2 separate regions of the Triticum aestivum genome follow, and region 2 is linked to region 1. Evidence: chromatin contacts called from public Hi-C data. All regions are on one chromosome and are shown on one strand. Each heading gives the region's core, a stretch centred on a gene start, on an enhancer-like site or on the middle of the called end of the contact. The rest is flanking DNA. Distances are from core to core; before and after follow the strand shown. Region 1 holds the start of LOC606371 (dehydration-responsive element-binding protein 2B). Region 2 holds the start of LOC123181707.

Region 1 (6,776 bases), core at 2,233-4,732:
AGTGAAAAAATAAAAATTAAGAATACAACCAGACAGTATTTTAAAAAGACAGTGAAAAAATAAAAATTAAGAAAACATGGACAGGGAAATGCATTTTCACATTTTCTTTTTCCACCTTCCAAAGATCGTGATGCACAATCAAGGTTTCTTATCACAAGAAACATCGAAACAGAGAAGAGTTCCCATGCCTAACAGAACTACAAACGAAGCACAAAAAACTAGCTTAGGAGCTTATTAGTTCTGCAGAGGAATCCAATCCGGTCGACCATTTGATCTTCATTGGAGCGCAGCAGCGGACACCGAAGGGCAAGCCGACCAAACACCATAGACATGGTTTGGCCGCCGGTAGGGGATCACAACCCTTCGAAGAACTCGCTCATCTCAGCATCATGGAAGGCAGAGTTGTGCATGGCCCGATCCTCTGATATCCACATTGGGTAAGGATAATCAGACTGCAGCATGCCCTCCAGCATGCCTTGGTCCAAGCCATCCAGGTAGAGAGGTTCCTGCTGGCCCATCTCCACGCCAGTGTTGGCTCCACCATTCCAGGAGCCCCCAGTGACCAGCTCGACTTCAATTGGGTCGGCTTCCATCAATCTCAATAATTCTTCTATATCAAAACCGTCTGCTTCTCCATCCGGCAAACTGGAAATAGGCTCCAATGGCTCGAACACATCCTCTTCGGATGTGCTCCTTGAAATGCTTGAGCCAGCGTCAGGAACAGTGTCTTGATGGCTGTAATGCTCGACAGACTCCAGCACAACTGATTCTGTGGACTCAAGCGCATCTGGCTGGGAGTAAATCTCAGGAGCTTGAGCTTGTCTCGGCAAGGAAGAAGCAACATCTGAGTGGTTGGTGGACGTTGTAGTAGACTCGCATGATGCTGAAGCACCACGTACAACACCTTCGATTGCCGCTGGTACAGCCACAGCAGGAGCTTGTGCAGGATGCACAGGGAAGTTGGTACGAGCCAGTGCGCCATACATTGCTCTGGCTGCCTCGTCATAAGCACGGGCAGCATCCTCAGCAGTGGGGAACGTTCCCAGCCAGAGCCTGCTCACCCGATTTGGCTCCCGAATTTCAGCAACCCACTTCCCCCAAGTACGTTGCCTTACACCACGGAATCCACATTGTGTATTCTCAGGTCCTCCTTTCCCCAGCATACAGCCCTTCTTCGAACCCTTTGCAGGTGGCTTCCTCGCCCTCTTTGCACCCTGTGGATCATGCTCCAGTTGTTGGTTCACTTCTTTCCATCGCCTGATCGTTTCAGAGACTGAATTAGGCCCATCACGTGATCTCCGAGGTCGCTTTTTCCTGTAGAACAAAGAGCAGAGCAGCAGTTAGTACCTTGTATTCTCTTCAGATTTTTTTTCACCCAATATAAGCACAAGGTACAATCAAGAAAGAACGCAAAACAACTGAAGCACTAAACAGACGAGCTCCACAGAAACATTTTGTTCAACGACTAAACTATTACTAAATGTACACAAACAGACCATCCCCACAGGAACAGATGTACAGCAACAGGGACATACAAACTTCCTTGTGGAAGTACCATCTCCACAGAAAACGATACCATGTTAAATCATACTAATCGGCTCCTAACCCTAAATGAGTTTTAAGTAGCAAGATATGACAAAAAAGAACAGGAATGACATCCAGATAAATCAGAAAGGAACCTGACCGAAGACTGATAAATCAGAAAGGACATGGCAAAAAATTAGCACTACAAAACTGTTCAACAATAGTCAGTTTAGGTGAGATGACATCCAGATAGAGTGGTACCATCAACCAACAGCAAGACAACGGTTCAAAAACCAACTATTAAAATGACAAGGCAAAACGGTCCAAAATTTTGGCTGGAACTCTTAGTACGGAACTGTTCAACACCTACAGTCAGTTTAAATGAGATCACATCCACAGAGAGTGATACCATCAACCAGCAGCAAGACAATGGTTCAATAGCAGCCACTATGAAACCAACTACTAGAATGATAAGGCAAAACGGCCAAAAGGTTGGCTGGAACTCTTAGTCATAGCTCACATGCTCTATAATAGATAGAGCAGCCAGACATAGAACGGTTAAACACACCGCAGAATAGATGCCACTGGCGGCGCATCTCCCTTGGGGTTTTGCCGCGCCAAGAGTGCATATTCATTACAGGGAAGATTACTGCTTCCTGCTGAAACACAAACAGTTATTTCTGCTGACTTTTCCAGAGTCAAACGCGAGGTACCCATCTCAGTCATAGTTCATGCTTCTGTTTACAGGAGTGATCAAAGCAGCATACCTATTGGTTTGACGAGAACATGACTCCGGGTACTTTCCTCTGCTCCACAAGTTCTAGTTACCGAAAAGAAAAGACAAACAGGACAACACATATCAGAGACTGGATGAACTAACAAAACTGACAAACAAGACATATCAGAGACTGGGTAAACTAACAAAACTGACAAACAAGACATATCAGAGACTGGAGTGGATAAACAACAAAATTGACAAACAGACAACATTTTGACAACAGGATGAAACAACGGAACAAGTTAAACAGGTCCAGCCAACTTAGTACTGACTGAAGTTAAAAACTTAAATGTTAGGCAACATAAACATCGCTCCTAATCAATGAAACAAACAGACCCCAAGGGTAGGACACCAATACAAACTGATGGTATTGACTGAAGTAACAACTTTTTTATCCTAGGGAGACATATACATGGTCCCATGCTCGTACAAACATTCTGTGGAGATGGTACTGAATGAATTTAACAAATTTTGATGCTATGCGCCATAAACATCGCTCCTAATCCAGGAAAGAAACCTGGTCCTATGAGCAGAACACTGGTACAATCGTTTCTGTGGAGATAGTACTGACTAAAGTTAAAAAATTCTCTTCTACCTACTACTACTACTACTAAAGCACCAACAATTTCATTGATTTATTCTGATTTCACACATCACTCGGGGCAGCATCCAATCCAAAGGACATAGATGACACCAATTCGCCCCAATCAGGGGGCTCATCGCCAAATTGGAACTAGAAAGTACTCCGTAACTCCCAATTGCCAATACAACCCTAACCTGAAACCCTAATCCCCAAATTGGCACCAAGACCGGTCAAGTGAACCACCGAACCCCACAATTCCCAACTCCAGGCACATAAATCGATCAGCCACCAGAAAATAAAACACTCCCGGGACCGTATCCCCCCACCGATTTCGAACCCCCAGAGCAAACCCTAACAAGAAGCAGGCACCGGACAGAAGATCTCACCTTCCAGGCTGGAGCGCCGGGATCTCGAAGGGCGCCGCCGCCGCCGCCTCGGCGTGCTTCCGATCTACCGTCATGGCCGACCCGATCCGGATCGGGTCCAGATATCTAGCGTTCGCAATCTTGTCGCCTGTTTTCTTCGCTGCGTCGACTTGGATAGAGAGTTGGAGGAAGAGAGAAAGAAAAGTCGGAAACCCCAGGGGCTCACGCCGGGGCGCCTATTTATAGCCCGGATCGGGGTGCTCCGTGCTCCGGACTCACGGAATTATCTAGGTCACTCGCGTGCGGGGCGTTGGCGCGTGGGGCCCGGATGTAAGCGACGCGGTCCGCGTGGGCCTGGTGCGTGGGGGTGAGGCTGCGGACGCGTGACGTCAGCTGTGCCGTGGTGCGGGGAAACTTCCCGAGACTTGGTGCCGAAGGAAACTCGGCTTCTCCTTTACGCTTTCGAGTGCTACCGGTGCTTTTCTTTCGGGGTGGATTGGACGTGCTGCTGTTGGGTGGGTTCCACGTGTACGTCTACATGTGGCCAGTGGCTGGGGGCTGAGTCGATATAGGAGACGACACGTGGGCAGTCGGGATGACACGGTGGATCGTGAGGCATTTTTTATTCTTGAGACGGCGTGAGACGCCTTTGGTTGCATGGATCAGTGGTGGCCGGCGTGGTCTTCTCTTCTCCATTGTAAGGGTAACTCCAACGTGTCGATGCATTTTGATTCTAGTGTGTCTGTTTGAATTAAAACGGATGAAAACGCTGGCATAATGCTTCGAGCAAACCTAAGGCTCGCCCGCTGTCCATGTGAACGGATTTACGGTCCATATTTACGCCCGATTTGCGTCCACATGGACACGAGACAAACGCGTTTGCTTAGGATCTTTTGCTAGCCAAAAATCCGTACTAAGTAGAGATACTACTTGTGCATCCAAAAACCGTTAGACCCAGTTTCTTGCTGTGAGTGTCCATCATAATTATCTATGGATGAATAAGATCCTTTAAGTAAGTTGTCATCGATGCATAAAGCAATAAAAATTGCTCCTAAATATGTTTGATCTTTTATTGTAAGGGAAAATTGAGCATTGCATAAGGGGCAATATAACGTGACGTTCCTTTGCATTAAGAGTTTGGGCATTCAAAAATAAAAAACGCATGACGACCTATGCTTCCCTCTGCGAAGGACCTATCTTTTACTTTTCAGTATTTATTTTTATGCAAGAGCCAATAGTATGCATTCTCATTTCAACCTCAATTATTCTCTAGTTGGCAAGCATCATGTGGCGGGGAAAGATCTAGGCACATATGAACAGTCAAATATATTTGATCATGAATTATTATTGTTGACAATTATCCCTATGATAAATGAGTTGGGAGACAAAACATTAAGCCCCTATTTTTCTCTGTGTTCGACGGATGCCATTTGTTCTAAAAATATGCTTTGAGTACTAGAAATCATAGAAGACTATATGATGATTGAGTATGTGAAGCTCTTACTTAAACTCTGTTGAATAAGTTGGATTGCAATTGTTTGGTGACTAAGAATATAGGTTGTTGAGTTTCAAGAGAATTCATGGTTTGAACCATAACATGTGAATTGGTTGCTACTTTAACATGAGAAGTTTATGAGAAAGAGTTGTTGTTATGATGCTAGGAAAAGTGATTGAAATTATCATTGATCAAACTTATGCACTATGCTAGCATTCACACTTTATAAATTATTTCTTTTATCATTTACCTACTCGAGTACGAGTATGAATTAAGCTTGGGGATGCTGATACGTCTCCAACGTATCTATAATTTATGAAGTATTCATGCCATGTTTACAACAATTTAATATGGTTTTGGTATGATTTGGATGGAACTAACCCGGACTGACGATGTTTTCAGCAGAACTACCGTGGTGTTGTTTTTTGTGCAGAAATAAAAGTTCTCCAAATGCATTTGTCGATTTTTTTTGGAACAAAAGAGGCACTAGAAGATTCATGGGAGGACCAGAAGGTGAATGAGGTGAGCACAAGACACCTGAGCGCGCCCAGATGGGTTATGCCCACCTCGAGGCCCATCTTCGCGTGACTCCAACGCTGAAAAATCCGATAAACAGAGAAACCATCAGAAATAACCCTAGATCAAAAGTTCCGCCGCCGCAAGCCTCTGTAGCCACGAAAAACCAATCTAGACCTCGTTTCGGCACTCCGCCGGAGGGGGAGAATCATCACCGGAGGCCATCTTCGTCATCCCTATGGCCACCATGATGAGGAGGGAGTAGCCCACCCTCGGGGCTGAGGGTTTGTACCAGTAGCTATGTGTTTAATCTCTCTCTCTCTCTCTCGTGTTCTTGATTTGGCACGATCTTGATGTATCACGGGCTTTGTTAATATAGTTGGATCATATGGTGTTTCTTCCTCTCTATCTTGTTGTGATGAATTGAGTTTTCCCTTTGAGATTTCGTTCTTATCAGATTGAATACTTTTATGGATTTGAGAGCACTTTATATATGTCTTGCATATGAATACCCGTGGTGACAATGGGGTATTATATTGATTCACTTGATATATGTTTTGGCATTCAATTTGCGGATTCCCGAGGTGATATTGGGGTAATCTATGCATAGGGGTTGATGCACGTTCTCGTCTTTATTTCTCTGGTAGAAATCTTGGGGCACTCTTTGAGGTTCTTTGTGTTGGATCGAGCATTGTGAATCTGAAATTGTTTGATGCGTATCGTATAATTAACTCATGGATACTTGTGGTGACATTAGAGTTGGTTGATGCGTATCATATGGTGTTATTTTAGTACGAACTCTTGGATAGATCGAACGGAAAGAATAACTTTGTGTTATTTTAGTACTAACTCTTGAATAGATCAAACGGAAAGAATAACTTTAAGGTGGTTTCGTACCCTACAAACAATTTCTTCTTATGTTCTCCGCTAGATAGGAACTTTGGAGTGATTCTTCGTTGCACGTTGAGGGATGGTTATGTGATCCAATTATATTAGAATTGTCCAGAGATTGCACTAGCGAAAGTACTGACCCTAGGCATCATTTTCAAGCATTGCAATACCGTTTGTGCTCACTTTTGTTACTCGTTACCTTGCTGTTTTTATTGTTACTGTTACAAAAATCAATATCTACTATCATTACTACACTTGTATCATCATCTCTTCGCCGAACTAGTGCACCTATACAATGAAGGAAATATGCCCTAGAGGCAATAATAAAGTTGTTATTTATATTTCCTTATATCATGATAAATGTTTATTATTCAAGCTAGAATTGTATTAACCGGAAACTTAGTACATGTGTGAATACATAGACAAACAGAGTGTCACTAGTATGCCTCTACTTGACTAGCTCGTTGAATCAAAGATGGTTAAGTTTCCTAGCCATAGACATGAGTTGTCATTTTATTAACGGGATCACATCATTAGAGAATGATGTGATTGACTTGACCCATTCCGTTAGCTTAGCACTTGATCGCTTAGTAAATTGCTATTGCTTTCTTCATGACTTATACA
Region 2 (7,602 bases), core at 3,122-5,621, 310 kb after region 1:
TCGCAACAGTCTTTGAGGGTTCTATTCGCCCAAATTTATTGATTCGATGTAAGGGAGCCAAAGAATATTTATAAGCCTTAGCAGTTGAGTTGTCAATTCAACCACAATCGAGAATCACTTCCTTGCAAGAATTTATTAGTAGCATAGCAATATGATAGCAGTGATAGTAAAGTAACAATAGTGATAACAGCACTAGTAGCAGATTTGTAACTAGTAGAGCAATAGTAACTTGAGAAAAAACAATAGCATTAAAGTGTAGGCATGGAATCGCGATGGATGTTCAGATGAAATTCAACATGTAACTGTCACAACCTAGAGCAACACATAAAAATATTATTCATCAATCATATGTAGGCATGTATTTCGTATATAGTCATATGCGCTTGCAATAAGAACTTGCATGACATATTTTTTCCTACCGTCCCATGGCAGCGGGGTTTGATACGTTTCCAATGTATCTATAATTTTTTTATTGTTAAACGCTATTAGATTATTACTTTTGTATGTCTTATATGTCATTTCATATTATTTTTCTAGACTAACCTATTAATTTAGTGCCCAATGCTAGTTCTTGTTTTTCTCTCCATGTTTTTGGTTTTCCAGAAAATCTATACTTATAGAAGTCTAAACATGACAATATTTTTGAAGATTTTTCTGCATAATAAGAGACCTTAGAAGCTTTAGGAGAGGATGAGAAGACCCATGAGGGCCCCGCAAGGCAGGGGTACACCCTAGGGGGTAGGGCACGCCACCCTGGCTTGTGGGCCCCTCATGACTTCGTTTACCCTAATTCTTGGCCTATAAATTTCCTAATAGTCAGAAACTCCCGAAGCGAGACCCAAAACAACTTTATCGCCGACTCAAGCCTCTATTCTGTAGTGATCCCATCTGGAGCCCTATTCCGGTACGTCGGAAATATTCCGTGAAAAATTGTCGCGCGGAAACAAGCTTGCAAGCTCGTGGTCTGTGACACCTCGGATGCAATCCGACATCGGAGCTTTGGCTGCAAGAAGATACCGTCGTACGAAAAAAATTAACCCGAGGTGTGGCGTGAAAATAACAACACGTCTGATAAAGGTTAAGTGAACCTAGAAGGGGCTCCTCGGATGCCCGACATATGAACTCTTCGGATACACCTCAGCGATCATCGAGATCGTATATCGATGGGAAAATTTGTTGAACCAACTTTCAAGATCGACGACCGAAGACGAAGAACAGTTCGGAAGAAGCGATGAGCGTCCCCAACTTGAAGACCAGTTCAGGGGCTATTGATGGTGTCCTGGACTAGGGGGAACTCACCACGTCGTCTCTCGTCCAGGAGGGCTGGGCCGAGGACCCCCCGTGGCGGTTCCGTCCTGGGCCACTTCAGGCACCCACGACGCATACAAGGAAGATTCCACAAGACTTAGCATGCAAGAGAAGGACTCCTCTCCACAGATGTAGTCGACTAGGACTCCTGTTATCATAGGCCCCCGATACATCATATAAGCCGAGGCTAGGCTAGTCGATAGATCATGAAAATCTCAATACATCCTAGAGACGAGACACACATGATCTCGTGGTAGTTCGACCTGTACCATGTACTCCATCCAAAATCAATACAATCAAAGTAGGACATAGAGTATTACCGATTCGAGAGAGCCTGAACCTGGGTCAATCCTGTGTCCATGTTACCATCGTGCCAAGGCTACCAGCTCGAGACCCCTACTCAAGATTTGCTGGAGTTGACTCCATCAAGCAGCGGGGAGGCAGATCGGGCACTTGGTACGCCAATGTGGTCTGGGGTGCAGGGATTGAAGCGCTCCACCTTGGCCACCACATGTTGCCTGAGGTCCTCCCCCGAGGAGGGGCTTCAAGGCCGCTTACAGTCCTTGGAGCCATGGCCGAACAGACCACATTGGAAGCAACCGATGTCATTGGTGCAGTCACGCTTGAAGTGCCTGTCCTTGTAGAAGCGGAAGCACTTGCCAACCATCTTTGGCGAGATCTCCTTGTGCTCCGGAACGGAGGGCGGCCTGGCCTTGCTGGCCCCAAAGTCGTGGTTGTGCCTCCACAACTCTTTCCTGGAGGGCGGCTGCACCCAAGCCTTCCCCGACGTTACGACGTCCGGCGAAAGAACATGCACCAGAACCAGGGCCTTTGACACCTCCGAGCTCGAGGAGATGCCCAACCCCGAGACCACCAGCCGCTCGCCGGTGTGGCAGAAGGACGAAATGATCGACCTCAGACTAGAGTCCATGCTCGCGAACAGGAGAGCGGGGGGAGGGGGGCTGTCGTGGTTGGGTGACCAACGACGGGGAGAGGTGGCCGCCGGGGTCAGAGTAACCGACGGCGGGAGGGTGGACGCCAAGGCCGGAGTGGCGTGCAGCGGGAGAGAGGAGAAGAGGAGAGTGATCCTTTCTTCCTTTTTGAGTTTTTAATGGTTGTGTTCGCACGGATGGTGTGTGGGCAATTTTGTTTTCGTGACGACAAAATCCCATGGTGGGTCGTGGGTATACCTGGCCATCTGTCCGGCCGGGCCGGACAATGCCCGACAAAGAAAACCTAGGCCCGGGCCCGACTCGGCCCGACCATCGGGCCTAGAATCCAGGCCCAAGCCCGACACATTAACGTAAAAGCCCACGGGCCTCGGGCCTCTCCAGTAAATCGCAAATACGATGGGCCTAGGCCCGGCCTGACTTGACCTTCAGGCTCATTTTCCAAGCCCAGGCCCAGCCCGCGGGTAAGACCTGGCCTGGTTGCCCATGGCCAGGTATAGTCGTGGGCGCGTGTCTATGGCACGGTGAAGGGTTCATTTGTTTGGTCCTTGTGTTGGAGTTGCGATGAAACATAGATAGATCCGATTGAGGCCATCCCCCGCTCCCGCTCCCGCTAGGGTTCCCCCCACCCCCGCCACCGGCGGGCCCTAGGCCCTCCCCGCCGCCGCCGCCGCCAGCCCGGCGCGGCGCCCAGCTCCCCCGCGCTCGCTTCCCCACTCCCGTTCCCCCATTTCCGCCAACGCTCCGCGCGAGCGCGGGCGCTCCGCCCCGGCCGCCTCCCTCCCTCCTCGTCCGCCCACCTTCGTCCCTCCCCCCGCCGTCGTCGGCGGGCGCCCCCGGATCTGGCCGGGTGGTGTCGGCGGCGGCGGGTCGTTCCTTCCCTGCGCGCGCTCCTCCTTCCCGGGGTGGGGGGACGCGGCGGTGCTGCTCGGCCGGTGGCGGTCCGGCGGCCTGGTGCGGTGGCCGGCGGCGCTCGTCGTGGTGGTGCCGCCTCTTGGCGGCAGGGCGGTCCGGTGGTGCTGGTCGGCCGGCGGCATGTCCCCGGCCCAGATCTGGGCCCGTAAGGTCCCGTTTGGGTCCTTGCGGGTCGACTCTGGCGCGACCGCGACGCCCTCTGTATGGGGAGGCAGGGGAGCGGCTTGGACTGGGACAGTGACGCCGGCGGCATGCCAGCTGCTGCGCGGAGGCGGGAGCTGTCCGGGCCTTTGAGGGCCCGGCCGGGCCTGTGGGGCCACGGGCCCGGTAGGCTCCTGCTATGGCGTCCGGTCGGCTACCGTCGTGGACGGTGGGGGTGGGGCCCTCCCGTATGCCGACGGTGCTGCTGCACTAGTCCCGGCTCCTCTTCTTCGTTGTGCAGGCCATCTTCGCGGTGATGTGGTGAGACAGCGTGGGAAGCTTCGTGTCCGTGTTGGCGCTGGGTGGTGGTCGGTTTGGTGGCGAGCTCCGAAGTGCCTGAGGTAGAGGATGGGATCGGGAGAAATCCCTGTTGGTTTGGCCGACACCGACGCGGTGGCGCTTGAGGGTGCCGCCAGACCTTCCTGGAGGGCGTCGGGGCTACCCTTCCTCTCTCCTCGCCGCGTACCGGGGGAAACCCTTGGCAGCAGCGTCGTCATCGTCGCGTTCCTTCTTAAAGGTGTTGATTGGTACCGGCGCTTCGGAGTCTCGGAGCTTGGTGGGCGATCTTCGGTGGACGCAGCGGTCGCGAGGCTTTGTCATTTTTGTCGATCCGCCATTATCGACGTTTATTTCTTTTCCTTTTCTTTTTCTTTTTTTTGGGCGTGCTTGTGCTGCTTCCGTCCCAGCACCTATCGTTGAATGTATGGGATGGTTGCTTTGGAATAAAAAAAGCGAGGGAAAACCTTTTTCATCCGGCGTGGTAGGTTGGAGCCTCAGAGGATACCACGTCAGTTTCGTGGCCTCCTCTATCCCGTGACGTGCCACCCACAATCATATGCTAACCTGACGCCGTCAACTTGGAGAGGAAAAAACAGACAAAGTCGTTACCAGAAAGACCCGGTCCACAGACCACCCCCACGGTCACGAATCTCAACGCATCATTGACCGGCTTGCATACGCCCAAGTCCATACACCGCGTGCACAGCCGCGATATCTCCGCGACACCGCCGCACGACTAGCCTCGTCGTCACTGTAAAGCTTAGATAAAGTCCGGTAGGTCGCGGCAGCGCTCTCAACTCCATCGCTTCCTCCGATTCCGGCGATCCAAACCGAATCCGGCCGATTCGAGGCGGACTGGGGGTTCGGATTCGGGGCCGGGAAGAGGAGAGGAGGGGGAGATGGACCAGGTTCTGAACAAGGTGGGGAGCTACTGGTTCAGCAAGAGGGCCAGCAAGGAGATCGACTCCATCGGCGACGACCTCAACGTAATCACTCCAATCCCTGGCCTGCACTGCGTTTACACTAGGAAGGGCTCCGCCGTCTGCGCCGGCGCTTAGCCGCTAAATCGAGGATGAGCTAGACTAAATCGAGGATTATTCGCCTGGGTTTGCCACGGGATCCGAGATGTCCAGGAGGATGGATAATTTCGATTTGTGCATTGTATTAGATTAATTCGTTTCCTTGTGCCGCGGAAATAGGATTCCATCTTTATCTTTCGAGGGTTTTCAGCTGGGAGATTGCTTCTAGATCTAAGTAATGTATTTATTGTGTCATAATTCTCCAACCAGTGTTGAAGTTCCTTGGTAATTGACTCAACTAGATTGGGTTTACACGGAAAGATGTGATTTAGCTTGAACCTTGAAGGCAGGGTCTACCTGTAGCCTCGCATGGGTAGTCGATTTATCATTTATGTTAGGCTGTACTAGTGCGTGAATATGCATTCGCCTATTCGGTCTATCTCATGCGATTTAATGTTTCCAGTACCAATATAGACAGGATAGTATGTGCAAGACCTTGAATGTCTCTCTCCACTTTATCTCTTGGGCCATACTAAAGATGTTTAGCTCGATGTTTCTTTGCTACATGTGTATTTAAACTTGTAGTATTTATTATATGAAGGATGTCCATGGTTTCCTTCATAGAGTTACAAATGGCTACTGATTGACACAACAGAGGAAATTCTTAACCACTTTCCTATAGCATAAGTATAACTAAAGAACCAATAAATACTTATTGTTTCCAGCTCATCCTACCAGGTCAGGTAACCTCACATTCTGATTCCTGAAACTCTGACATGATTGTTAAGACTTTTGACTCGAGGAATAATCCATGAAAGACAAGCAAAACCATGCTATTAAATTTTGTATATTGGAATCTAAGCTAATGAATCGTTATAAATGAGTTTATCTACCCGTACGAAAATCACCCCTGAAGGTGTGTCAGGCTATTTTGGTGTGGTGCTTCCTACCAAATACACATGTCCGCAGCGTTGCACATTAGTGATAATACTAGTTACCTCTGTTATGTTCTGCTGTTAGGTTTGTAGCATTGGAAGATTTTTATTTTCCAGTAACTTATCTTACTTCAATGTTTTTTCAGTATCAATATGAATGTACTATGTGAAGCATCTCCCACTGTTTTGATGATTTACGTTGTATTTCCAGATCCTGCTTATAGGTAACCCAAAGCTCTATATGCAGTTCAGCTTCTAACATAACATTATCTACATTTTGAATCCAGTCGGTCTCTTCCAGTATTGGCGGGGGAGCTAAATGGATGGTGAACAAGATCAAAGGTATGCAATGTCTATTCTGTATTTCCTAATGGCAAACTATGTTATAGCAAATATCCATACGATATACTATATGGTATACTGCTGGTACAACACTCCAGCAGTATTTAAAAGTTAACTATTGTAACTTTATAAGTATGGCACAATGTATTTCTTAGTATATAAATTTTGATGAGGCTCATTAGCTGATGCACATTGATATCTAGTATGGATAGAAAATAGCAATGCTCGTTACACTTCATAACTAAATGGGACTTCTTAGAATTGTGATTTGTATGTGGTTGTGGTTTATTTACGTTTCTGATATTTCTGAAAGCTGTACGCTAGTAATATTGAGCAATGACCATCTATAATTTTAAGGCGCTAACATGTGCTCCCTCCGTTTCAGAATGATAAAAAGATGTATATTTTAGTCTTTTAGAGCTGGCCACACAAATTTAGAGTGTTGGTGACATGTCTATATGGCCCATCTCTTTTTCCTCACAAAGCCATTAAGTTCTCCTTTTCCTCCACAAAGCAAGGCCTTGCAAGCACACTCTTTTTTTTGACATTTTTAAGGGCAAGTAGGAAGACATTGGCTAAAATTGCATTGGAACTTTGGAAGTGTAGGACAGTTATTTTGACAAAACTTGGAGGGGCTAAAAGGACGCTTATTTTGAAATGGAGGGAGTAAGAGAAAACCAAGACATATTCAGATAATTGAAAATATATCACGTACCAGTTATGCACCATCTGTTTTTGGGAAAAATAATAATAGCAGATTGTTTATTTTATTGGAGTAAATCTGGAAGGGGCAGCATTTGTTAGTTTTTGGAGGTGTACAAGGTTTTGATTAGTGAACTAGTGGTGCCTTGCAGGAAAATATCCACTCATATTTCACATGTCCTGTGACCTAGTACCCAGTTAATGCTGGTTCCCTTATGTTATAACCAAAAGTGTGGGTTTAATTGTGTTCACTAGAAACAAAGCACTATCATGATGATGTATTCTTGAATACCAAAGGCATGCCAGAATCATCCTACAACTCTCTGATGAGTTTATGCCCTTATCGGTAACCCATTTGTTGTATTATTTTGTTTGCTTTAAATAAACATCAATTTCAGTCCTTCAGGTGACATATTTTGATTGCTCAAAATGACAGTTTTGGTAACCATGAATTAAGTCACATCTATGTAAAGTAATACTATTAAGGGTCCATCTGCATTGCGAGGAAGGCGTTCATGAGAGATTACCTTGAGGATTGTGCTCATGGTCTTACTCTGGCTCCCCATCTATTTAGAGGCATAGCCGCCTTGTTTTGTTCCTTTCTCTCTGTCCGATTGTCTTGCAACAAAAAATGCTTCTGAAGCAAGCAAAATAGGCAAAAGCTTTTGCATGTTGAAAAGGCTGAAATTTCCTATGTTTACTGACCTTTTTCTGCAAAAACACTAACGTTTGCTGACCTGAGTACAACGTGTCTTGGTCGCAGGGAAGCTGCAGAAAGCATTACCAGATCTTCTCAAAGAATATGATATGCCAGCAGGCCTCTTCCCACGGGACACAACTAATTACGAGTTCAATGAAGAGACAAAGAAGCTGACAGTGTACATCCCGTCAGCTTGTGACGTCGGGTACAAGGACTCATCGGTGGTGCGGTTCTTCACCTGTGTGACCGGC

The links. A called contact is a pair of places that touch in the nucleus more often than the background predicts.
Region 2: a contact with region 1 is called in a Hi-C map of leaf, with 6 times the contacts expected there. The contact joins the promoter of LOC123181707 here to the promoter of LOC606371 in region 1. A contact is called at or near these places in 4 of 5 Hi-C or Micro-C datasets (leaf and an unstated tissue) and 1 of 1 datasets of contacts at active chromatin or transcription factors (leaf).

Annotation. Positions count from the first base shown.
Region 1 is chr1D:313,738,077-313,744,852 of IWGSC CS RefSeq v2.1, forward strand. It overlaps LOC606371 (dehydration-responsive element-binding protein 2B), which reads right to left and starts at 3,483. Exons shown (of 4, transcript XM_044594029.1): 1 at 3,272-3,483; 2 at 2,292-2,344; 3 at 2,093-2,183; 4 at 80-1,314. The coding sequence starts at 3,345. The coding sequence ends at 354.
Region 2 is chr1D:314,047,391-314,054,992 of IWGSC CS RefSeq v2.1, forward strand. LOC123181707 reads left to right here and starts at 4,372. Exons shown (of 3, transcript XM_044594030.1): 1 at 4,372-4,639; 2 at 5,895-5,949; 3 at 7,415-7,602. The coding sequence starts at 4,553.